2 separate regions of the Sus scrofa genome follow, and region 2 is linked to region 1. A link is a contact called in public HiChIP or PLAC-seq data. All regions are on one chromosome and are shown on one strand. Each heading gives the region's core, a stretch centred on a gene start, on an enhancer-like site or on the middle of the called end of the contact. The rest is flanking DNA. Distances are from core to core; before and after follow the strand shown. Region 1 holds the start of RABGGTA (Rab geranylgeranyltransferase alpha subunit). Region 2 holds the start of TINF2 (TERF1-interacting nuclear factor 2).

The links. HiChIP or PLAC-seq counts read pairs in DNA pulled down with a chosen protein or histone mark.
Region 2: an H3K27ac HiChIP or PLAC-seq map of alveolar macrophages shows a contact between it and region 1. The contact joins the promoter of TINF2 here to the promoter of RABGGTA in region 1. A contact is called at or near these places in 4 of 47 Hi-C or Micro-C datasets (embryonic fibroblasts, heart right ventricle, liver and 1 more) and 2 of 2 datasets of contacts at active chromatin or transcription factors (alveolar macrophages and skeletal muscle).

The regions. Positions count from the first base shown.
Region 1 is chr7:75,019,148-75,025,758 of Sscrofa11.1, reverse strand. RABGGTA (Rab geranylgeranyltransferase alpha subunit) reads right to left here and starts at 3,631. Exons shown (of 16, transcript NM_001098593.1): 1 at 3,584-3,631; 2 at 3,313-3,423; 3 at 2,818-2,942; 4 at 2,445-2,632; 5 at 1,980-2,183; 6 at 1,575-1,658; 7 at 1,408-1,490; 8 at 1,216-1,317; 9 at 1,002-1,107; 10 at 855-906; 11 at 593-681; 12 at 362-450; 13 at 154-270. The coding sequence starts at 3,586.
Region 2 is chr7:75,053,741-75,060,351 of Sscrofa11.1, reverse strand. It overlaps TINF2 (TERF1-interacting nuclear factor 2), which reads right to left and starts at 3,561. Exons shown (of 8, transcript XR_002345917.1): 1 at 3,017-3,561; 2 at 2,770-2,874; 3 at 2,549-2,650; 4 at 1,360-2,470; 5 at 1,206-1,273; 6 at 1,002-1,099.

The DNA of each region.
Region 1 (6,611 bases), core at 2,382-4,881:
TGAGGAAGACGAATCCAGAAAGGTACCTGAGACTGAAGACAGAGCCAGGAGCTGGTGAGGGTCTCAGCCGAAGCCCAGGGAGTGGACATCAAAGCCAGCCAGCTGGGAGGTGAGGAAGAGGGCTGGCCAGGAAGGCACATGCGCAGTCCCTACCTTGTGACCCAGATGCAGCACGCGCACGTCCGCGTACTCCATCTTGAGCACGCTGTTCTCCAGCAGGAACTTGCTGCGCAGGTCATCCAGGTACGCGGCCCGCATCGGGTCCACTGCCTGGCAGGGAGGGGGCCGACAGGGAACGCGTGTCAGCAGCCCTCCTGCCCATTGGGGCTGCCCTACACCGGTTTCCACAGGCCAGACTTGCCTTGAGGGTCTGGAAGTACTGCAGCGTCTCCTTCTCATACAGCAGGGGGTCCAGCGCCCGCATCAGCAAGATGATGGTGAGCAGGCACCCTGGGGAGATGGCAGGGAAGAGGATGGTCTCCCTTGGATCCTCCTCTGCTCCCATCCTCTGGAGAGCTGCCCTGCTCTCCCCAAGGGGCCCCCAGAAAAGGGCCTCCCTGGAGGAGCAGGATCTCAGGGAATTGGACCTCACATTTATTCTCAGGCTCCAGCTCCTGCAGCTCCTTACAGGATTCCAGCTCAGACTGCAGCACCGTGGACTTCTCCACTGACAGCTCACACCTGAGGGTGGAGGAAGTGGGGGAGGGGGTGATGCCCACAAACAGCCCTGGGCACCAGTCCTCCCTAGTATCCAGGCCAAGACCATCTGCTTAAGCCCTCAGCCCCCCCGCCCCAGCTGCCTGATGCCCAGAGTCCAGAGCCTTGCTCCTTGTCTGTATGTTCCCTGTCATCACCTGAAGAGCTGTTCATCTGTGGCTGAGTCTCGGCACCAGCCCTCTTGGCGGCCTGAGAGAAAGAGTAGGTGGAAGGAGGGGACACCCATGAGAGGAGGAGAGGAGTGGGGGGCTGCTGCGAGAGGTGGAAGCTGCAGGCTGTGTCACCTTTTAAGAGCACACACTCCTTCTGGGCATTGCCTGCTGTCCAAATGACACGAAACGTATGTTGCGGCAAATGGTCGTTGAGGGAGGCGGCAGGCAGGTCACAGAGCTGGGAGCATGACGTTAAGGAAAAGCCCAGGCTGCACCCACTTTTCTGACTGTCCTATCCCAACCCTGCCCCAGCACCCCCAACTCTGCCCCACCACTCCTGGGATACCCAGACATGGCTAGGCCGGTTCCTGCCATCTGGGGTCCTCCACTCCACGGACAGGGGTGACTCATTAACCATGAGCAGCAAGGTCTCCGTGCTGGGGCCCACCTGGCACAGAGGACAAATGAGAGACCCATCACTCCAACAGCACCAGGCCCCCAATCTACGATGTTCTCCGGTAAAGGGTGCAAGACTCACTAGGAGGGGCCGGGAGAAGGAGACAGTCAGACAGGCCTCATCCCGGCTCACGTGCAGGCAGCGCAGGGCATCCTGGGGATCAGCTGCAAGGGAGACAACAGGCTTCCTTATATATTCTTCCATTTGTTCCAAGCTCTAATCACTAAGCCTCTTTCCCCACTGCTCACCTCGTCCCAGGAGCCAGCGATGGTAGAACCAGGCACTCTGATCGTTGGGGTCAGTGAAGAAGGCGTTCTGCACCAGCTCCAGCTCTGTGGGGGCCAAGGAGATATGGGGCTGTGGTTGGGACCCTGCTGGGCTCCTGGCCACCCCGACATCCCACCTCCTCTTTGGAGAACCTGCAGCCCTCAGTTTCACTTATACGCTGGCCTTGCCCAGGGGCTACTACATATGTCAGTTTTTTTCTTTGCCATTGGACACCTGAGCTTGCTGCAGCCAGGGGCTGGATCTTGTGCACCCTCAGAGCCAGGCACAAAGTGGGTACTCAGTAAACCCAGTGGCAGGTTCGGAAACAGGGCTAGGCATCAGGGCTGGAAAGGCGGCACTGCACAGCACCCCCTGACTCTGCTTACCTTTGAGCAGCACATCCTCAGGGAGGCGCCCCTGGGGTCCAGAGTCTGGCTGGGGGTGCAACTGGGGCAAGAGGCAGGAGCGGTAATGCCAGGAGGAGTAGTTGGAGAAGTTTCGGGTGATGAGGCTGTCCGTGAAGGCTAGCTCCTCCGCGGGGGGGACAGCTGCCTGGGAGGCCACAAACCGCCGGTAGTCCCAGCAGTGAACTGCAGGGGAGGGCAGACGGCACATCTCAGATGCAGGGCCAGAGGAGCTCCCCGGTTGGTACCCGTGGAGTTCCCTTGGAGGCCCTGAGAAACACTTCTACGCACTCCACGGAGGATGCATTTGGTTCCATCATTCATCCCTTTGGCCATCAGCTCACTGGGCCTGTCAGGCCATCCCTGCCCACTCTGGGCCTTACTGAGGTGCTGTACCAGGATGTGGGGCAATTGAGCCCTGTGGGGACAGAATCTGCAGGCACGTACAGTTCCGCTCATCAACCTCGAGGAAGCGGGCACACAACTCCAGCTCCCGGGCCCAGTTGGGCTCTGGCAGGCGACCCAGCAACCAGCAGCGGTGGTGCCAGGTACCATAAGACTTGGGGTTCACCCTCAGACAGCTCTCCAGGAAGCCCAGTTCTGCCTTCACCAAAGCGGCCAACTCTTCCGGGGACCTGCACCCAGAGGGGAATGAGGGTCAGGGCCCTCCAACACCCAATCTCAGCTCACCTCTGACTTTTTGCACCCAGCCCTCCACTGCCTTCTGCCTATGCCTCGGCTGCCCCATTCGTCCTCTATCCTTGGACCCAGGTGGGGCAAGGCCAGAGCCATCTTCCCTGGGCCCTGAACCCCTACGCACTTCTGGACCTCCAGCCGCTGAAGCACCTCCCGTCGACAGTTCCAGAGTGTGGCAAAGTCAGGGTTGGCTCCCAGAATCTGGCTTGTCAGTTCCAGCACTGACTCATCCAGCTCTCCAGCCTGACGCTGAGAAGATAGACAGCAGGGTCAGAGATCATATCAATCTCCCACCACAGGACTGAAGACCATAAATAGAACTACAGACTGTTCTGTGAATCCCACACTATACAACAGGTACTCTACAGAGCACTATATGGGTTTCCTCGTATTCTTTCGTTTAATTTTAACAACAATCTTAAGTGTAATTATTAGCCCCATTTTACAGACGGGCAAACTGAGGTCCAAAGAGATTTAATAGTTTGCCTAAGGTCACACAGCTATTAAGTGATAGAAACCAGATGTGGATCCAGGCGGTCTGACTCTAAGGCCCAGCTCTTGGCCTCAGTGCTGTACTAAGGGAGCCGCTGCAGGAGGGGGCTACGTCTGAGGGCCCCACCTTCTGGAAGACGGTCTGGGTGGCTGTCTGGTATAGCTTCAGCTTCTGTTCCCGCTCTAGCCTTTTGGCTTCTGCTTGCTCTTCTGATGTCTTCACCTTCAGGCGCCCGTGCTACAGGGATGCGCGGGTTGGACGAGAACAGGCTGCCTTGCAGGGGCAAACCCACCAAACCCCCACTGCGGAGTCTCAGGTTTATATCTGGCAAGGCCACGCGGGGCAAGGCCGTGGGCATGGGCATGCGGAGGAGAGGGGCTAGGTTCAGGGTTCTCACCATGGTGCTGGCTCAGGTTCAGGGCAGGGGAGGGTCCAGGAGCGCCCGTGAAATCTGAGGAAAGAAGTGTCAATCATGGGAACCCCGCCCCTGGGAGCCCCGCCCCTAGCTGTCCCCAGGAAGTCGCACGCGAGCCTGGGCGGAGACCTCTGGGGTAATAAGGGGTCCTGGGACAGGCACTGCAAGTCCAAAAGGCACCCACCGAACTGGGGCTTGCACCCGTGCGGCCCTATCCAGAGTCCGATCCGCTGGGGCTGGACCCAATCTGCCGCACTTAAGTGATCGGGACAACTCCCCACCCAATGGGTGCCGCTACCCGCCTGCCCCATAGCTCGCAAGCACCGCCGCCCCCTGCGCGCGGACCCACCTGTACTGCGAGGAGGACTGCGGAACGCAGAGATGCGGCGCCCGCCAGCGAGCCCAAACGTTGGCTAGAGCGGCGTCACGCCTCGGCTCTCTGAAGCGCAGCGCCCTCTGCAGGCCTGGCGAAGGGCCTGCGGCGGAGCCGGCAGTCCGGAAACGCCAAGTCTCAGTCTGTTAGGCCGCTGGTGCGAAAGCAGTGCGGTCTGCACTTCCCGGCAGCTCTTCAAAGTGTGTTTCAGTTGAAAAGTTTTCGCCACCAGCCGGAAGCCCACGCCGTTATCGCTCGCTTGACCTCACTCTGGCCGCACTGTACACCTCTTAGTTGCCAAATCTAAGGGATGGGCTTTCCTGTCTTTCATTGACTTTTGCATCATTTGTTGTTGTTGTTGTTTTTAACCACTTTTCTGGTCATGGTTTTATTTTATTCTATAAATGATTTTTATTTTTTCCACTATAGCTGGTTTACAGTGTTCTGTCAATTTTCTACTGTACAGCAAGGTGACCCAGTCACACGTACACATATACATTCCTTTTTCTCACATTATGCTCCATCATGCTCCATCATAAGTGACTAGATAGAGTTCCTAGTACTAGACAGCAGGAGACTTTTGCAGCATTTGATGCAACTGACCTCCCTCGGACCCCCTGTCCTGGCTTCTCCTGCACACTTGCCCTCCCCTTCTCATCTGTTAACTTTCTCCTCCCCTAAATGTGGGTTTCCAGGGCCCTTCCCTCACTCCTTTCCATTTTGAACACCTTCCCGGGAGAATGTTCACAGACCCAAGTCTTCAACTGCTTGGAGCTGGAGCTCCCCAGAGTTCTATCCTGGGTCCACAGAACTTCTGACCCACAATTTCCCTGGGTGACTTCATCCACAGTCGTGGTTTTAATTTCTACCTGTAAGTTTGATGACATTCAAACATGTCTCCAGCCCAGATGTCTTGCAAACTTTAATATTAGAAAAAAATATACACACAAACACACATTCACAAGCTTATTAGGTAGCACCTAGTTGTCCCATCAAACTCCAAAAGTTGAGAGATATTACTGTCTCCCCTTCCAGTCTAAACTTTAGCCTTTATGTTTCCTATTTTAGTGGATGACCCCCCCCAACATTTCTTTAGTATCCTTCCATTCCCACTACATTAAAAACTTAAGCATATTTATTCCTGGGATTGTTGAAAGTCTTTTCAGTGTTCCCCCATCTCCATCCTGTCCCCTCTTTTATCAGTTCATCCCTGTGCTGCTGAATCAGTCTTTCCGAAATGTAAATTCAGTCATGTTACATCTCTGCCTAAAACCCTTCCATGGCTCCTGACAACTTTTTAGGAAAGACTTTGAACGTCTCAGGTCAGCACATCAAGATTCTTGGCACATGGGACTTGCTTGCCCCTCGGGTGTCATGTCCTGCCTGTCCCTGTTAAAAACCCTTCATTACAGCTGATAGAAGGACTTGCAGTTTCCCAGGCATCTAGTCTGTTCCCTCTTCTTTATTCTTTTTCTTCCACAGCCCTTCCTTTGCCAGAATAACTCCTTTTATCTTTTTTTAATTTTTTTTCTTTTCAGGGCCACACCTGCAGCATATGGAAGTTCCCAGGCTAGGGGTCAAATTGGAGCTGCAGCTGCTGGCCTATACCATAGCCACGGCAATGCAGAATCTGAGCCACATCTGTGATCTACACCACAGCTTGCAGCAACACCAGATCCTTAACCCATTGAGTGAGGCCAAGATTGAAACCATATTCCCACAGACCCTCTGTCAGATTGCCCACAGTGCAGATCTGCCAGCTACAATCTTACATCATAGTCACCAAGGGTGGAGGAAAGGGGGTAGAGGAAGACTGAATAAGGAAGCATGAAATGTTTTTTAATGGTTAGCAATCCTGAAACTAGGAAGTTTGAGTCAAGCAGGCTTAAGAGAGGAAATGAGTCTCAAATTTGCTTCCAAGAAGGTGGGTCCTGGTTTTGGAAAGAAGGTAGGAAAGGCATTTTAGGCATGTGCTATGACAGGAAGGTGGGGGAGTGAAAGCCAAACAGACTTAGCTGGCTGGCAGACAGAAGCCGAACCAGGTGCCTTTGGAAAGATAAGAGCAGTGGAATCAATGACAAGCCTCTGGCTTTAAGGCAAAAGGAGATGTCAGGAGTTATATTTGGCCTCTTGTGTGGGATAAGTGGGAACTGTGCAGGTGTCTGAGGGCCACAATCTAAATGACGCTTGAGGAAGGGATTTTGCCGCCTTCTATATAGAGATAAGAACAAGCAATAACTGAGTGCTGACCGAGCTCCAGACATCTTTTTTGATGCACTCACTCTCTATGTGAAGTAGGTGTTATTTTACAATGAGGAAACAATGCATACAGTTCACAGAGGCTAAGTTGCTTGCCCAAGGTCATACAGCTGGCAGGGAGTACAGCCAGTGAAACTGAGTTCCTCTAAAACAAGTTCTCAGAGTTTCCATTGTGGCTCAGAGGGTTAAGAACATAGTGTCCGTGAGGATGCGGGTTTGACCTCTGGCCTTGCTCAGGGGGTTAAGTTAAACAGGTTAAGTGGATTGAGTGGGTTAAGTTAAGTGGGCATTGCCGCAAGCTGTGGCATAGGTCACAGATATGGCTCGGATCCAGTGTTGCAATGGCTGTGGTGCAGGCCTCAGCTGCAGCTCTGATTT
Region 2 (6,611 bases), core at 2,312-4,811, 35 kb before region 1:
AAGAAAACTGCTCTTCACTATAGCAACAGAAGAGGGAGCACTTGCACTGAAAAAACAGGAAAGGCCCATAAAACTCCTTTCTCTCTGAAAGATACATCTGTAAAAGCTGACCCAGAAAAATCCAACATATACTCAAACGTAAAGATAATGACAAAAAAAAAAAAAAAAAAAAAGAAAGAAAGAAAAGAGATTCTGGGGTTTTCTGCACAAGGCTAGCATCTGGGTGCTGCTCTAAGGCACTGACCCAGCAGAGCCAAGGACAGTGCATACTCTTCCCACAAAGCATCTCCGTCCTAGTGCCACCGCTCCCAGGGAACCTGGCAGTAGGAGGCCTTACAAAAGTCTATTCTGGTATCAGGACTCACATAGTATTTTCAGAGTAGCCAAAGGAAACTTCTTATCCAGGCTCAGCTCTGGTAACCTTTTCGGGCACATCTGAACAGCACTCTCCAGGGGAAGTGAAATGGCAAAGGGATCCCCTTCCAGCCCTGGAGAGGCCGGTTCTGTTTCTAAGGAATAACCTACAGTGACCTTAAAGAAGCCTTAATTCCCCTCCCTCACACCAAGACAGTCTTTTAAAAAATCCCAAATTTAATTATCAAGCTTCACAAAGTGATTTTTTAACTATGTAGTCAGTCCAAGCCTAGGCTTCCACTTTATTCCCCCAAACTGCATGCAGAACTGAGGAGGAAGGAACTGGCTGAGTGCCGCGAGCACGCCAGTCCTATCGTAGGAGTCTAGAACTGTCTATATGGTCAGGGAAAGGGACAGACTCAGCACTGGGGTCAGAAGGGGGGAGGTATTCACAGAAGGTGGGGATCAGGGTGTCAAACTTTGTCTTCTGATAGTTTTCCAGAGATTCCTGCAGAGAAGGGAGCAGGGACATCCTATCATCACTGAGACATGCCCTGAGCCCCTGTCCTCCAGACCATGTGGCTTTCTGCTTGGTTCTGCCACTAAGCGCCCCTGCCTCCCCCAGCTTTCCATTGCTTCCTACTCACCTTTCCTTCTCTCGGGCCATTTTCCTCCTCCTCCTCCTCCGAGTCCAAAACCAGGTCCCCTATGGTAATGTCAGAGCTGCACAGAGACGGAGGACACGCTGCAGGGAGGAAACCAGAGTCCAAGTACTCTTCTCGGTGAACATCGACCCTCGAGTCTCCAAGAGAAGGGGCTGTCTGACCCGGTCCTGACTCAGGATGACCTACCTGGCTTCCTGGCCCTCGGAGGTGATAATGACAGTCTCAGGGGGCCCATGGGGCAATCCAAGCAGTTCCTGAGGCGAGAGCAAACAAAGACAGGGTGAAGGGAAAGCAGGCAGGGAATGTGCCACTAGGAGGGAGAAACAACTGGTCTACTCACTCCTTTTGCTCTGAGGCAGACAGGTCAATTGGGTTCTCCTTCAGAGCCCTTCCCCCCAGGGTCTTGGATGGACTCCTAGACTTGCCAGCAGAGGCCGCTCTGGTGCCCACTGCACCTGCTGGATCTGCCATGTGTGTCCCATGTTCTTCCCTGTTTTCAGGCTTAGATATGACTTGTGTTGGTGAACCCAGATTCCTAAAGGGGAACAGCATAACTGTGGGGCGCTCCTTATGGCCTCCGCTAGTGGATGCCCACCGAGACTGGATTCTTCGCCGGCCTAGAGGGGCCAGATTGAAGTGGTGGCCAGCCAGAGGTTCTGGGTGCTTCCTTGAGATTGGTCCCTGTGGAAGGTGTGGGCCAGGCTGGGCTTTTGGCAGAGGGTTGTCGAGTGCTGGTCTTGGCTGCTGAGGAGGACTCTGCCCCATGGGCTCTGAGGTGGTCGCTGAGTCAGTAGCAGAGCACTCTGAAAAAGCAAGCAGAGCTGCTTAAAAAGGCAACCTACTGGAGTTCCCCTCCTGGCTCAGTGGTTAAGGAATCCGACTAGGAACCATGAGATTGCAGGTTCGATCCCTGGCCTCGCTCAATGGGATGAGCGTAGCCTTGACCTGTGCTGTAGGTTGCAGGTGCGGCTCGGATCCCGTGTTGCTGTGGCTCTGGCGTAGGCTGGTGGCTATATTTCTGATTAGACCCTAGCCTGGGAATCTCCATATGCCGCGGAAGCAGCCCTAGAAAAGGCAAAAAAGACAAAAAAAAAAAAAAAAAAGTCTCAGGCTAGACATTCCACCCCCAAATTCTTAGTTTTCAGAGATGGTCCTGGTACCTGGAGGTGGCCACCCCATGTCCACAACATACTGGCTCAGGACAAAAGAAGTGACAGAAGCTCCAGGCTGCATCCAATTCAGCACATCCTGAAGCTGTGGGCAAGGAGAAGAGAGGCATAAAGACCACAGTCCTTGACACAACCACCCACATTCTACCCTTAATGTGTTTTGTTCCCAGAAACCTGCTGTGCCTGCAGTGTAGGCAGTGCTTTTTCCAGCTGACACAAGTATTCAAAAAACAGCTTTTCCATGGCAGCCAGGAAAGTTTCCCCATACTCTTGCTCAAGTCCCTGCAGGAAGGAAAGAAGCAGGTCAGAAAAGGACTAAAGAAAAAGCTACACCATAGCTTCCAAAGCTGCCAGTCCCACCTGTAGGTTCGAAGCCAAATCAACAGAATCCTTTGCTAGTTGCTTCACCTGCTGGCAAAAGGTTTCCTGGGCCTCTGAGATTTTCCTCAGATCCTGCTTTGTCTGTTGGGAGTAAGGAAAGCAAACAAGTTAGGGACATCAGGACCAGTGACAGGAAGGAGGAGCAACTGTGCTGCCCTAAGTGTTAACTGGGGGTAGGGCTTCTTCCAGGGACGACTCACGGCTTTGGGGTCCCGCACCACAGGTCCAGACTCTGGGAAGTGGTGATTCAGGGCATTCAGAACCTGGGCCCAAGGCCGGCCCTGCAGGATCAGCTCCACCACCAGCTGTGAAGAATACTGAGCTCAGAATCCCCACGTCGGGGCAAGCTACCCTTTTCCAACCAGTCCCACTCCAGAGCGGTCGGTCCAGCAGAGGACCTCGTATCCCTCCCCTTTCCCCTCAACCAGGTCCTACTGACTCCAATACCTTGGCCTTTAGGCCCATACACAGGCGTTCATGGTGCCGGTAGCGAACCAAGCCAGGGGCAGCAGCGCGCAGGGATCGCAGAAACTCCAATACTCGCGGAAAATGCTCCACGCGCCGTCCGCGCACAACTTGCCAGCTGGCTGCGGCTGCGAAGCGCAGGGCTGCGGGACCAGCCTCCGGGGGCGCGGCCATGGCCGGCGGGCTCCACCCCAGGGGCCGTCCCTTTTGGTTCCTACCTCCAAGGCGAGGCTTCGCGACTCCTCCTAGGGGTGGGGCTTCCGGTGGCCCTCCGACTCCGCTATTTTGGTCTGCGCCGCATAGTTCGCGATCTGAGTCCACACCCTCCCGTGGGTCACTAGAATTCTAGGGTTTTTTTCCCCAACTCTGGATGCAGCCCGAATGGAGAAGCTGGCCAGCTACACTGGCACCAGGTTGCTGTGTCTTAGACGCCGCCGCAGTCTCTAACCGGACGGCTACCTCGCTTCGGCTCTGCCACCAGTTTCCCTACCCCGGAAAAGGGTGGCAGTGGAGAACCAATGGGCCTTCAGGCAGAGGAGACGTGACGTCGCGTCATAAGGCCACGCCCCCGCAGATCCGGCTGCGCCGCTGCCGGCTCCCGCCCACTGTGACCTGCTCTGCTGACGGCCGGTGGGTGGTGGCGAGTGCAGTTTTGGGTCCCGCCCCTGGCCTCGGTGTTTTTTTGCGGAGCATATAGAGAAGTCACGTCTTTCTTTGAGGTCTAGCTTTTTGGTCTTTGAAGGAGGTCTATGCCACTTCCTTTCTCCATTGTCTTCACCTCTCAAATACGATTCCTTAAATCCCGGCACCCAAACCAGCGCCTGCAAAGCCTTTCCCGGCGGCGCGCCGCTGCCATTAAGAATTCAACTGTTCTTCCTTTCACAGAACAGAAGAGGGCGCCCGCCTTTAAAAAATAAAATACAGGGAGTTCCTGGTGTGGTTCAGCGGGTTACGGACCTGACTAGTATGCTTGAGGATGCAGGTTCGATCCTTGACCCTGCTTAGTGGGTTGAGGGTCAGTTGCCTTGAGCTTTGCTGTAGGTTGCAGACGCGCCTCAGATCTAGCGTTGCTGTGGGTGTGGTGGAGGCCAGCAGCGGTAGCTCCCATTCGACCCCTAGCCTGAGAACTTCCATATGCCACGGGTGTGGCCCTAAAAAAGCAAAGGAAATCCAACCAAACAAACAAAAACAAACCCGAAAACAAAGTTTAAAAAGATACATCAGGAGTTCCCGTCGTGGCGCAGTGGTTAACGAATCCGACTAGGAACCATGAGGTTGTGGGTTCGGTCCCTGCCCTTGCTCAGTGGGTTGACGATCCGGCGTTGCCGTGAGCTGTGGTGTAGATCGCAGACGCGGCTCGGATCCCGCGTTGCTGTGGCTCTGGCGTAGGCCGGTGGCTACAGCTCCGATTCGACCCCTAGCCTGGGAACCTCCATATGCCCCGGGAGCGGCCCAAGAAATAGCAACAACAACAACAAAAAAAAAGACAAAAGACAAAAAAAAAAAAAAAGATACATCAGATTGTTACCCTGTTTTTCTCTAGATGGTGAGACTAGGTAATATTCTATGTTTTCTATGTTTGCTATCTTTTCTTTTTTAATCATGAAGTGCTAAAGTAAATAATAAAAATAGATTTTCTTTTTCAAATTGCTTCCGCGCACTTGCTACAGTCAGTCCCCTAATGTAAATGACTGTTTTACTTGTCTTTCTCCTTGTCACAGTTTCTGGTGCCTCTCATTTCCATTGCCAGGAACAGAACCTCTGCACACAATGTACATTTTCTGTTGATTGAATTAATTACCTTCTCTGACTGCCTTACAGGGGTTTAGTGAAATTACCCTTTCTTTGGGGCATCTCCTTTCCTAGATATAATGGCTCCCCACCGTCTCCACTTAAGATCAGTCTTCTGAGGTGCCCCACATATTCAGCTGCCCAGGGGGCATCTAGTTGGAGGTCCCGAAGTACCCAGATCAGACATGTATGAAATTCTAGTTATATTTCACTTTTGAGACATAATTTTGATATATACAGAAGTCTAGGTTGGTGGGCTTTTTTCCTTCAGCACTTTAAATTTACTGCACTCCACACAACTTATACAACTCAACAGCAAAAAAGCCAACAACCCAATGGAAAAATGGGCAAAAGACCGGAATAGATATTTCTCCAAGGAAGATATACAGATGGCCAACAAGCACTTGAAACAATGCTCAACATCACTGATTATTAGAGAAATGCAAATCAAAACTACCCTGAGATACCACCTCACTCCAGTCAGAATGGCCATCATTAGTAAGTCCACAAATAAATGCTGGAGGGGGTGTGGAGAAAAGAGAACCCTCCTGCACTGTTGGTGGGAATGTAAACTGGTACAACCACTATGGAGAACAGTATGGAGGTATCTTAGAAAACTATGCATAGAACTCCCGTATGACCCAGCAGTCCCACTCTTGGGCATATATCTGGACAAAACTTTCCTTAAAAAAGACACATACAGGAGTTCCCGTCGTGGCGCAGTGGTTAACGAATCCGACTAGGAACCATGAGGTTGCGGGTTCGATCCCTGCCCTTGTTCAGTGGGTTAACGATCCGGCGTTGCCGTGAGCTGTGGTGTAGGTTGCAGACGCGGCTCGGATCCCGCGTTGCTGTGGCTCTGGCGTAGGCTGGTGGCTACAGCTCCGATTCAACCCCTAGCCTGGGAACCTACATATGCCGCGGGAGCGGCCCAAGAAATAGCAACAACAAAAGACAAAAGACAAAAAAAAAAAAAAGACACATACACCCACATGTTCATTGCAGCACTATTCACAATAGCCAAGACATGGAAACAACCCAAATGTCCATTGACAGATGATTGGATTCAGAAGAGGTGGTATATATACACAATGGAATACTACTCAGCCATAAAAAAGAACAACATAATGCCATTTACAGCAACATGGATGGAACTAGAGACTCTCATCCTGAGTGAAATAAGTCAGAAAGAGAAAGACAAATACCATATGATACCACTTATATCAGGAATCTAATATACGGCACAAATGAATGTTTCCACAGAAAAGAAAATCATGGTCTTGGAGAATAGACTGGTAGTTGCCAAGGGGGAGGGGAAGGGAGTGGGATGGACTGGGAGCTTGGGGTTAACAGATGCAGATTATTGCCTTTGGAATGGATTAGCAACGAGATCCTGCTGTGTAGCACTGGGAACTATGGTCACTTATGATGGAGCAGGATAATGTGAAAAAAAAGAATGTATACATGTATGTGTAACTGGGTCACCATGCTGTACAGTAGGAAAAAAAAAAGGTAAAAAAAGATAAATTTACTGCACTCTCTTCTTGCATAGTTTCTTTTTCTTTTTCTTTTCTTTTTTTTTTTTTGCCTTTTTTGCCATTTCTTGGGCTGCTCCTGCGGCATATGGAGGTTCCCAGGCTAGGGGTCCAATCGGAGCTATAGCCACCAGCCTACACCGCAGCTCACAGCAACGCCGGATCCTTAACCCACTGAGCAAGGCCAGGGCTTGAACCTGCAACCTCATGGTTCTTAGTCAGATTCGTTAACCACTGAGCCACTATGGGAA